2 separate regions of the Mus musculus genome follow, and region 1 is linked to region 2. A link is a contact called in public HiChIP or PLAC-seq data. All regions are on one chromosome and are shown on one strand. Each heading gives the region's core, a stretch centred on a gene start, on an enhancer-like site or on the middle of the called end of the contact. The rest is flanking DNA. Distances are from core to core; before and after follow the strand shown. Region 1 overlaps Samd14 (sterile alpha motif domain containing 14). Region 2 has its middle 9.7 kb from the start of Hils1.

The links. HiChIP or PLAC-seq counts read pairs in DNA pulled down with a chosen protein or histone mark.
Region 1: an HNF4G HiChIP or PLAC-seq map of pancreatic cancer cells shows a contact between it and region 2. The contact joins two enhancer-like sites. A contact is called at or near these places in 11 of 39 promoter capture datasets (the C10 cell line, cranial neural crest, embryonic stem cells and 8 more), 6 of 484 Hi-C or Micro-C datasets (the P5424 cell line, bone marrow-derived macrophages, embryonic stem cells and 3 more), 4 of 115 datasets of contacts at active chromatin or transcription factors (double positive thymocytes, embryonic stem cells and pancreatic cancer cells) and 4 of 9 other capture datasets (adipose tissue, liver, macrophages and 1 more).

What each region holds. Positions count from the first base shown.
Region 1 is chr11:95,022,858-95,027,988 of GRCm38.p6, forward strand. Samd14 (sterile alpha motif domain containing 14) reads left to right here. Exons shown (of 10, transcript NM_146025.2): 8 at 402-521; 9 at 603-758; 10 at 1,721-3,230. The coding sequence ends at 1,876. It overlaps Pdk2 (pyruvate dehydrogenase kinase, isoenzyme 2), which reads right to left. Exons shown (of 11, transcript NM_133667.2): 10 at 5,008-5,121; 11 at 3,401-4,465. The coding sequence ends at 4,325. Among named protein-coding and RNA genes, the nearest start is that of Gm11513, 7.3 kb to the right of the region's middle. Within about 2 kb of position 3,299, at least 20 of the 459 cell types and tissues checked have an H3K27ac peak or open chromatin away from gene starts, as enhancers often do. A contact at or near this core is called in pancreatic cancer cells, where this site is marked.
Region 2 is chr11:94,955,462-94,960,422 of GRCm38.p6, forward strand. No RefSeq gene overlaps it. Among named protein-coding and RNA genes, the nearest start is that of Hils1, 9.7 kb to the right of the region's middle. Within about 2 kb of position 2,765, at least 138 of the 459 cell types and tissues checked have an H3K27ac peak or open chromatin away from gene starts, as enhancers often do. A contact at or near this core is called in pancreatic cancer cells, where this site is marked.

The DNA of each region.
Region 1 (5,131 bases), core at 2,049-4,548, 68 kb after region 2:
AGAGCAGCCAGTGCTCTTAATGTAACCCGTGAGCCATCCCTCCAGCCCAGGAGAAGAATTGTTATGTAACAGGGACACAAGACCTAGCCTGGGGGGAGGGATTCTGGTAAGCTGCCTATAGGGAACAGCACCTAGCCCCCTCCATTCCTCTTCATCCATCAGCCTAACTTAATGCTAGGACTATGTCCTCTAGGTAGTCCGCTCCCTCCTAGAGGGCTCAGGTTCTGATATGTCACTTCAGTCATCACAGCCTGTGTCTGGCTGTCTAGTTCTGAGTTCCTGGTCCTGGAGCATTGAACGGCTGCTGGTGCCTAGTGTAGTATTTCAGCTTGCTCTGGTCAGGTGATGGGCTTGGGGTGGGAGGTGGACTTACTTCTCGGCACACGTCCCTTTCCATGTAGGAATCTACCCTGAGCGATGACTCCACACCCCCCAGCAGCAGCCCCAAGATCCCCGGTGGTCCTCGACAGGAGACCAAGTGTTCCTATCCCTACCACACGCTGTCCCAGTCTTCGGATGAGGTGAGTGAGGCTGGCCTTTGTGCCTGCTGGGGGGGACCCAGCCGCAGGCCAGGCTTCCTGTACTCTCCCCATCTCTATCAGTTCCTGGATGAGTCCCTCCCTGCCGTACAACACTGGACCAGCCAGCAGGTGGGCCAGTGGCTACACAGCCTCAACCTGGAGCAGTATGCTGCCGAGTTTGCTGCCCGGCAGGTGGATGGGCCGCAGCTCCTGCAGCTGGACGGAAGCAAACTGAAGGTGGGTCAGAGTGCAGAGGTGATGATCTTTCAGATTGAGATAGCTTTTAGGGACAGAAATCACCCTTTGTCCTGACTTTTGACCCTGACTTACCTCCTGGACTGACCTGGCATTGGCTCTCCCTGTGTAGCCTCTGACCCGGTGTCTGACCTCTATGCAAGGTACTCCTTTCGCAGTGTAGTACAACACCTCCATCTGACTTGAAACTCAAGCCTAATCGCTTCTATCTGACCTTCTAGCTCCAGCCCGGGTCTTTGGGCTGACCTTGATCTTTGGACTACCATCAAGGCCACTTTCTTGGCCAGCTCCATCCCATATTCATTCTCAGATCCTGGATACCACCAGGCTCTGGCGTGCTAAGTGGACAGTGTGGAGAGGTGGCCTCCAATATCTGCAGGTTCCTGGGACTGAGGGAGAGAGAGCCCCATAGGAACTCTCTTATTTATTTATTTATTTATTTATTTATTTATTTATTTATTTATTTATTATATGTAAGTACACTGTAGCTGTCTTCAGACACTCCAGAAGAGGGCATCAGATTTCGTTACGGATGGTTGTGAGCCACCATGTGGTTGTTGGGATTTGAACTCAGGGCGTTTGGAAGAACAGTCGGCGCTCTTAACGGCTGAGCCATCTCACCAGCCCCCCATAGGAACTCTTGAAACGGGAAGGGACCTAGCCGATAAGCCACTTGACCTTGAACAAGTCACTCTTCACTCTGAGGACCTCAGAGGTTGAGCAGGATCATACTAAGGCTGAAATCCTAGGTTAAGGATCTGGCGCCAAGGACGGGGTCGCAAATGGCCTAGTGCCAGAGAGTTGTCATCTCTGACCACTTGCAAGCCATTCCTCCTACCTTGGGACCCCGATCCCTAGGCAAAGGCCAGACTTCCGAGCAGACTCTAGTGGGTCTGTGGGGCAGCGTTCTAGGCCTCTTTCCTTCATTCTGGATTTCTTCCCAGAGCCTGGGGCTCAGCAATTCGCATGACCGAGCACTGGTGAAGCGGAAGTTGAAGGAGCTGGCAGCGGCTGCTGAGAAGGAACGGAAGGCGCAGGAGAAGACCGCAAAGCAGCGGGAGAAGCTGCGGCGCCGCGAGAACGATGCCAAGAAGAGCTAGGGATGGCTGGCGGGGCTGGCACCCCGGCGCACTTGCAGCCACCTACATGGGCCTCACCAGGGAGGCAGGGTCCAGGCACCAGGCTCTCGGAGCACGCGGCCCCCCTCTCACCCTGTTTGGACTGAGTCCTCTGGAGGGAGACCCCAGGGGGGAGGGCCCAGTAATAAACCCAATTTCGAGGACTTGTTTGGCGCAGACTTCCAGGGGGAAGCAGGTGGCAGATGAAGAGGGCAGAGGCCAGGAATGCAGCAAACGCGGAGCCCAGAGGAGCCTGGTTCAGGTGGAACCTCCGCCCTCTGACTAGAGTGGTCCGAGCAGGAAGAAATCTAGCAGGAGAGGCCCTACCATGGCCAGGATTCCTAGGTTTAGAGAGTAGCCTGGGCAACCCGACTGGAGACAGGAGACAGCTGTGTCTCCTCACCTTTTGAAGGTGGCTGTGTGGTGGGAGAACAGATCTCCCCAGAGAGGCCAGTGGGCAGTGCCAGTAGCACTCAGGGTGGATTCCCAGACACCTCCTCAGAGGAGAGAGAGAGCAGGGCAGGATAAGCTGGCCTCTGTAAGGAAGGCAGAGGGGGAGAAGGGAGCTCTCACTCACTCTCTCTCTCTTCCCCTCCCTCACCTGCAGGTTCCAGCACACAGGTCTGCTCCTCTCCCATTGAGTCCCTTTCGCAGAGCTAAAATCCACTTCTTCGGAGAGTACTTGAGCCTTCGAGGGCAGGAAAAATTGAGAGCTGTTGGGGACACGGGTCACTCCCCCAACTAGTGTCTAGATGGTGAAGAGGCACACCCTAAGTGTGGCCTGCATGCTGCCAGATTGAAAGGGTCCATCAGCTTCCCTGGTGCCCTGGGTGTGTCAAGGCCTCAGAGGCCTGGGGCGGATGGACAGACACTGCTGGCTTAGGTTTGCTAGGCTACAGAGGGGGACTGGGCCAGCCCCGCGTGGGACTGGCACATGTCCTTTGTAGGGCGTGTTCAGAGATAGAGGGTCCAGGTGCAATGCTGACCCAGCTTCTTGGGTGCTGGTCAGTTACTACTAGGCCCAGGTTTTAGATGACAAACCCCCACCCCTCCCAGTTTCCTGGAGAGGTGAACAGGACCTGCATGTTAACTCCCTCTCTCCTGCCTGGGAAAGTGGCTGAAGGCCAGGGCCCTATGTTTGTGCTCAGTCACCTTCACTGGAAGAGGGGGCCTCATAGGGAAAACTAAGGTATCGGGGCACTGGCACTTCCTAGACTGGGTGGGGAGGGTGGAGGCTCTACTGTCCCCGAAGCCGTGAAGAGCCAAGTGTGCCCACCTGCATGTGAAGGGGGAAGATGGCTATCAACTTCTTTCAATAAATACTTACCACACACCAGTGATCTTCTTGTCTGGGACAAGGGACTAAGCTACGCCTGAGTGGACGGCCCTGCCTGGTGGCGTGTTCAGCTGGCCTAGGTCCTGAGTACAGTTAGTCCTAGGGGACCAGTCTTCACAGGTGCTTCATGTGTGGGCTCCCCCTCCCCGAGCAAGGAAGCCAGGCAGCAGTCACATTTCATCTGTTTACTGTGGATGTCACTGTCACCATCCCAGCCACTGGGAGGGCACACGGCTTTAACCCCTGTGTGTGGAGGGGAAGGGCAGGGCTTCTGAGATTACAAAACTGGCTATGTACATAGGGCTGTCCTAGGGGTGAGTCACTTGTGCACACATAGTGGGCATAGGGGTGGGGTGGGGTCTGAAGCTCAGGCAGCATAGGGTGGGTGTAGACTGGGCAGGGGAGGTGTGCACGTGAGGACATGCTGGGTGGGCAAGGCTTTAGGAAGCAGCTAAACAGAAACATTGCTAAGATCACCTTGGGGGCAGCTTACTCCTAGGCCTGCCCTCTCGGTGGGCCCCGGGTGAGAATCGCTACCTACTCTCAAGTTCCCAATTGCAACTTCATACCATCCAGAGTAGAGATAGAGGCTGCAGGATCAGAGTCAAGGGTGGACCCTATCTTCCCCCAGTCCCTCTCCAGACTTGAGGGCACTCCATCCTTCTTAACATTGACAAAGAACCCAGCCCAAATGTGCCTGTACAGTGTGTGGGCATAAGGCAAGCGGAGCAGCCACTTGGAAGGCCAGGACTATGCAGGCAGTGAGGGGGAACCAGGGCTTCTAGTAGAAAACAGACAGTTCTGATCTTGGGAGAAGTGTCTCTGGGCCACCCCATCAGGGAGAGCCATCCCCAACCCTCAAGCATCACTATGGAAACCGGGTTCCAGGGAAACCCCCTAGGGTTTCTCCACAGAGACATATTGGCACTTAGGGACCACCACAGTTGGGCCACTGAGATTTCTACAAAGACAGATCTGGCCATCAGGGAGACCCAGTTTCACCCCTTGTACCCTAGGGGATAGATAGGGAAGGTCCCTGTGGTGGCTGGATTCAGAGGTGGCAGCATCCTACAGGTGCCAGGGAGGGAAGGCCCCTAGCTGACCCGATACGTCGATGTGTTCTTGGGCTCTGTGCTGGGCACACACCAGTCGCCGGCCTCCTGGATGGTCTGGTAGTGGCGCCAGGCAGACTTGTTGTAGACAGGCAGGCGCTCCACTGAGTCCGTGGACAGGGCCTAGAGAGCATTGCCATCAACCTCCTGCTTGCCCACACCCCAGCTTACTACCCTCTCCCACCCAGGCCCTGATGGTCTCCATCCCTGGAGTCCTAACCCAGGTCTGAGTCAGCCTCATAACCAGGCATTAGCCTGAGACATTACCCCAGACCTGGAAAAGCCCCTAAAAGAGTCAGCCTTCTGTCTCTTGCCCTGGCCCATTCCATGAAGCTGGCCCCTCCACGATCAGGGGGGCAAAAAGGATCAAGAGGGAGGGAGGCTTTGCTGTGTGATCCCTATTAATCACCAAGGTACACTCGGATCAACTGAAGTTCAAGACCTGTAAGGTTCCCTTCCTTCTAGCCTAGGGTTTCTCAGAAGAGGGGCCTTACTCACAGACCTTAGACCCCCTGAAGTTGCCTACCACATTAGTTTAAAGTTACAGTGCTTGAGGAGCCAAGGCTCCTCTGAGTCTTGGAGAGCCAAAACTGAGTTTGGAGTCAGGAAGGATGAGGGATGGGTAGAAACCCGTTAGCAGCCAGCTTGCCCCTGGCGGGCCTCACCTTCAGATAGATGACAGCATCTGTCCCAAAGCCCTCCATAGAGAAAAGCTGCAAGTCCCCCTGGAAGTACTTGGCGTAGAGGCGGGAAATGGGGAGTCCGTACCCAAAGCCAGCCTACAGAGGA
Region 2 (4,961 bases), core at 1,515-4,014:
TCTATGACAGTCACCTTCGTTTTTTGTGGGGAAGAGTAGTCTCTTGGAGCTGATACTTCAGTGAAATCCAAGTGGAAAATCTACAGGGAAAGAAGACTTCATTTTGACTTTTTTTCTCTCTCTTGCTGTCCTTTTGGAATCCAAGTCCCTTTGGGGAGGGACCTGGAGCATGGTCATCTCCTGGATGGATTTGCTGTAACCTAAAGATGGTGGGTTTTCCCCTTTATTCAGCTTTTCAATCCTGTTTCTGTTTCTAGCTGTCTCCAAAACTCCCATAGACAGAGAGTTGCATGTGACCGGAGAGGAAAGGCTTCTAGCTGGAGCTTGGGGACCTTAGCGGTGTGAGGGAGGACAAGGGGAGTACCCACCCATGAGGGGAGGCACTCATTAAGGCACAGGAAGGCCTGGGTGGTAACGTGAGGGAGTGAATGGGAGCTGTGGGTGGCCCCGTGTGGGTGTCACAGTGGGGACCTGAGTGAATGTGTCTCTTTCTGTGCCCACTTACCTGTAAGCAAAGACATCTATGTCCACAGGCCCCTTCCGGTTTGGTGTGGCATAGGTGGGAGATCACAGCCTCTGGACATACAAGTCTTACAAGTTTATCCGTGCAGGCTGATGGGTTAAAGCTGAGCAGAGAGACACTTGGGAAAACCAGGAGGGGCTGGTGTGGAAGAAGACAAGCATCCCAAAGTCCCCCGCACTAGTGGGAATTCTCAGAGCTGGCGAGAGGCTGTTAGTGTGTTCCTCCTGAATGTGTGCTGCAAACTGAGCCAGGGCATTTGCACGGAGGAGGCAGGACCTGGGAAGAAGGTAGTCTTTCTGGGAGGGTGACTGATCCTTGTGCACATGGAGATCTCAACTCTTTACAGAGGATGTGCAAAGCCAGGCAGGGAGGGAGGGAAGCGAATTGGTACCCAAAGGTGCTGGAGCACTGGTGCTTCTCCCTGCCCAAAATGATAGGAGGAGCAGGGGCATGATGGCACACCTTGAATCCCAGTACTCCAGAGACAGAGGCAGGAGGATCTCTGTGAGCTCCAGGGCAGCCTGGTTTACATATCAAGTTCCAGAACAGCCAGGGGCTATATACAGAGAAATCCTGTCTCAAAAGAAGAAGAAGGAGAAGGAGGAGGAAGAGGAGGAGGAGAAGGAGGAGGAGGAGGAGAAAGTGCGCACAATGTGTGTGTGTGTGCATTCCTGTGCTCTTGTGTATGAGTGTGTGCCTGTGTGTGAGTGTATGTGTGTGTGTGTGGGGTGGGGGATGCACACACGTGCAATTTTAAAAAGTAGATTGTGGGAAACTCATGTTTTTCATTTTCTTTCTTTCTTTCTCTCTCCTTCTCTTTCTTCCTTTCTTTCTTTCTTCCTTTCTTTCCTTCATTTTCTGTGCATTGGTGTTTTGCCTGCATGTACGTCTTTGTGAAGGTGCAGGGTCCCCTGGAACCTAAGTTACAGTTGTGAGCTGCCATGTGGGTGCTGAGGATTGAACCCTGAGCCGTTTCTCCAGCCCCATATTTTTTATTTTCTAGCATCCATGTTTAGAAAGGGGGTTGGGGGGAGATGAGCTGCAGTGTAGCTCCGCTGGTACAGTGATTCCTAGTATGCACAATGCTTTGCGTTCAATCTCTATGCCACAGAAAAGATGGAGACCGGATCAAAGCCTGGGTTACATGAGACTCTATGTCAAAATAAATAAATAAATAAATAAAAATAAAAAGTGAGGTGAAACTAGTTTCATATCTTATTTAACCTAATACAATCTCAACCATTAAAACCATACACATTGCCGGGCAGTGGTGGCGCAAGCCTTTAATCCCAGCACTTGGGAGGCAGAGGCAGGCGGATTTCAGAGTTTGAGGCCAGCCTGGTCTACAGAGTGAGTTCCAGGACAGCCAGGGCTACACAGAGAAACCCTGTCTCGAAAAACCAAACCAAACAAACAAACAAACAAAAAACTATACACATCTCAGTTCGAACTAGCTGTATGTAGTTCTGGTGTTCACTCGTGACCAACAGCGTCCTTGCATTTAAGGAGTGCAAACTTTATCATTCCTTTCCATTCAGAAGGAAAAACAAAAATTTCTTGAGGCATTAGGGGAAGCAGAGCCCATTGGTCAGGATCTGACAGGTCAGAGAGACCCACACCCCTCTCGCCTGAGGAGGCTGTGTGGTACCCGGGATAATGCGGTGTCTAGGAAGTATTGGCATGCCTACCTTCATGGGTTCTCACTTCAGCCCTGAAGTAGGAATGACTCCGTTTGGGAGCAAACTAACTGTTGAGGTCGATACAGTGTGCCAGAACCATGTTTGGACCCTGCCTGGAGAGGTGTGGCCTTAGTGATTGAGGCCCGAAGTAGGTGGCCTCTGTATTGAAGAGACTGGACCATAGGGAGTGGTGCGGAAATGGCTGCAGGGTCCGGCTGCGCATGCGCATGCATAGTCTGTATTTAGAGTGAAGGTGGAGGCCGCTCATCAAGCCAATAATCAGGGCCATCATCTGGACTAAAAGTAGGGTGGAGTGAGTGCGGGGTGACACCACAGAAGGTGGGGGCTGGAAACAGCTGCCTACTCTGTGAGGGACTGTAGGAAGCCATCCTGATTACTCTTCCAGGAGAGGCTTCTGCCCAGTGAGTATGTCTGTGTCCTCCCTCTGTGCTGCTGGTCATCTGGGCGTTCACATGTGGATGCCCAGGCAGGGCTCAGTGTCTTCTGTAGTCACGCCATCCTCCCGGCTACTTGTCTGGGCCACTTCCTTTCAGGAAGGCAGCCAAGCCGGCTCCTGTGTGCTCTTTGGAACTGAGTTGGGAGGTAGAGGCTGCCAAGAGCCCAAGGCAAGGCCAGGAAGCAGAGGGAGGGAGGGAGGAGCTGACTTCTTATTCTCCCGCCCTCGACCAGGAAGGACATGCAGGGGACCAGACAGAGGTGAGAGGGGAGCCAGCAGCCCCCACCTTAAGGGTGCAGGGATCCAGTTGAAGCTAGCCTATGCCCCAGGACTGTGACACTGAGCTAGAGCTATGCCTGCCCATCAGCTGAAAGACCTGTGGGGGAGGGGGAGGAGGGAAGGGGAGGAGGAAGTAGCCAATGAGAAGCCAGAGGCATCTGTTTGTTCTGCAAAGAGCCCATCCCTCCAGCCATTACCTTGCCAGCACCCCACCTCCCGCCCCACCCTGCCAGCCTCTGTCAGCGCTTACCCAGTTCCATAATTAAGCAGCTAATGGGCTTCCAGTACCCAGAATAGGCAGAATGGGGTACAGATGATAGTGGTAAAGACTTACTTTTGACCACAGAGGAAGTGCAGCCTCCCTCAGAGCTCTGAGCAGGTTGATCTGAAGATAGTGAGTTATCTCAACTGATTGTTCAAAGTCAGTTCCAGATTGCATCCCTATTCTACACTCCACACCCCCCTTTCCTGTTACTGTACTTAACCAGCCGTTAAGATAGCACTTAAAAGGCTGCTCTTCTAGAGGGCCCGGGTTCAATTCCAGGCACCCCCAAGGCAGCTCACAGCTGTTTGTAACTCCAATCCCAGAGGATCTGGCACTTCTTTTGGCCTCTACAGGACATACATGCAGACCAAACACCCATACACATAAAAACTAAAAACAAACAAACAAACAAACAAACAAACAAACAAAAAATTGGATCTAGAGAGATGGTTTAGCCATTAAGAGCACTGGTTCTTCCAGAGGACCCAGGTTCGATTCCCAGCACCCACATGGCAGATCACAACTTTCAGTAACTCCAGTTCCAGGGCACCTAACAGCCACACACAGACATGCAGGCAAAGCAGCAGTGCACATAAAATAAAAACAAATAAATTAAAACAAGCAAACAAAAATAACTCTGAGCAGACACACAGACAACTATCCCTCAGGTATTCCCTCCAAACAGCCTTGCCTGCCATCTTCTGTGTGCAGGAGCTGTGTTGAACCTTAAGGGGTAGGTGTGGGGTGGGCTATTAGAGAGAGGGTAGGCAGAATCCTGAATCTAGTGCTGGCAGAAGACTTGCTGTTTCAGTTGTGAGCTTAGCCTTTAAGGGCTGAGCCATCTCAACAGCTCAGAAGACCTATAACCCATGAGCCCAGACAGCATCTCCTATCGGAGAGCCAAGAGGACTTTTGAAGGGACTCTGAAAAGCACAGGAGCAGAAGGGACAGGGAAGGTCAAATCTGGGGATATGTTTTAGAGCAGAGATCTAAAGGAAGTTGTGAAACCCTAGGAGAGTTTGAAGCCAGCCCAATCTACATAGTGAGCTCCAGGACAGCCAAGGCTATGTAGGGAGACCCTGTCCAAAAAAAAAAGGGGGGGGGGAGGAAATGAAAGGAAAAGAAAAGAAAAGAAAAGAAAAGAAAAGAAAGGAAAAGAGAAAAGAAAAGAAAAGAAAAGAAAAGAAAAGAAAAGAAAAGAAAAGAAAAGAAAAATGGGAAGCTGAGGAGCTCTGCAGAAGCTCCTGAGACAGAAGCCTTAAAGAGGGGCCATGCTGTGGGGTGACACACTCCTATGCATTCTCTTAGAAAAGATGGGCTGGGCCATGTGTCCTTGCTTCTTTGTTGTTCCTCTCTATTAGGGTCCCTGTACTGGCTGGTTTTGTGTGTCAGCTTGACACAAGCTGGAGTTATCACAGAGAAAGGAGCCTCCCTTGAGGAAATGCCTCCATGAGATCCAGCTGTAAGACATTTTCTCAATTAGTGATCAAGGGTGGGAGGGCCCATTGTGGGTGGTGCCATCCCTGGGCTGGTAGTCCTGGGTTCTATAAGAAAGCAAGCTGAGCAAGCCAGTAAGGGGCATCTCTCCATGGCCTCTGCATCAGCTCCTGCCTCCAGGCTCCTGCCCTGTGTGAGTTCCAGTCCTGACTTCCTTTGGTGATGAACAGCAATGTGGAGGTAAACACTGAATAAACCCTTTCCTTCCCAACTTGCTTCTTGGCCATGATGTTTTTGTGCAGGAATACAAACCCTGACTAG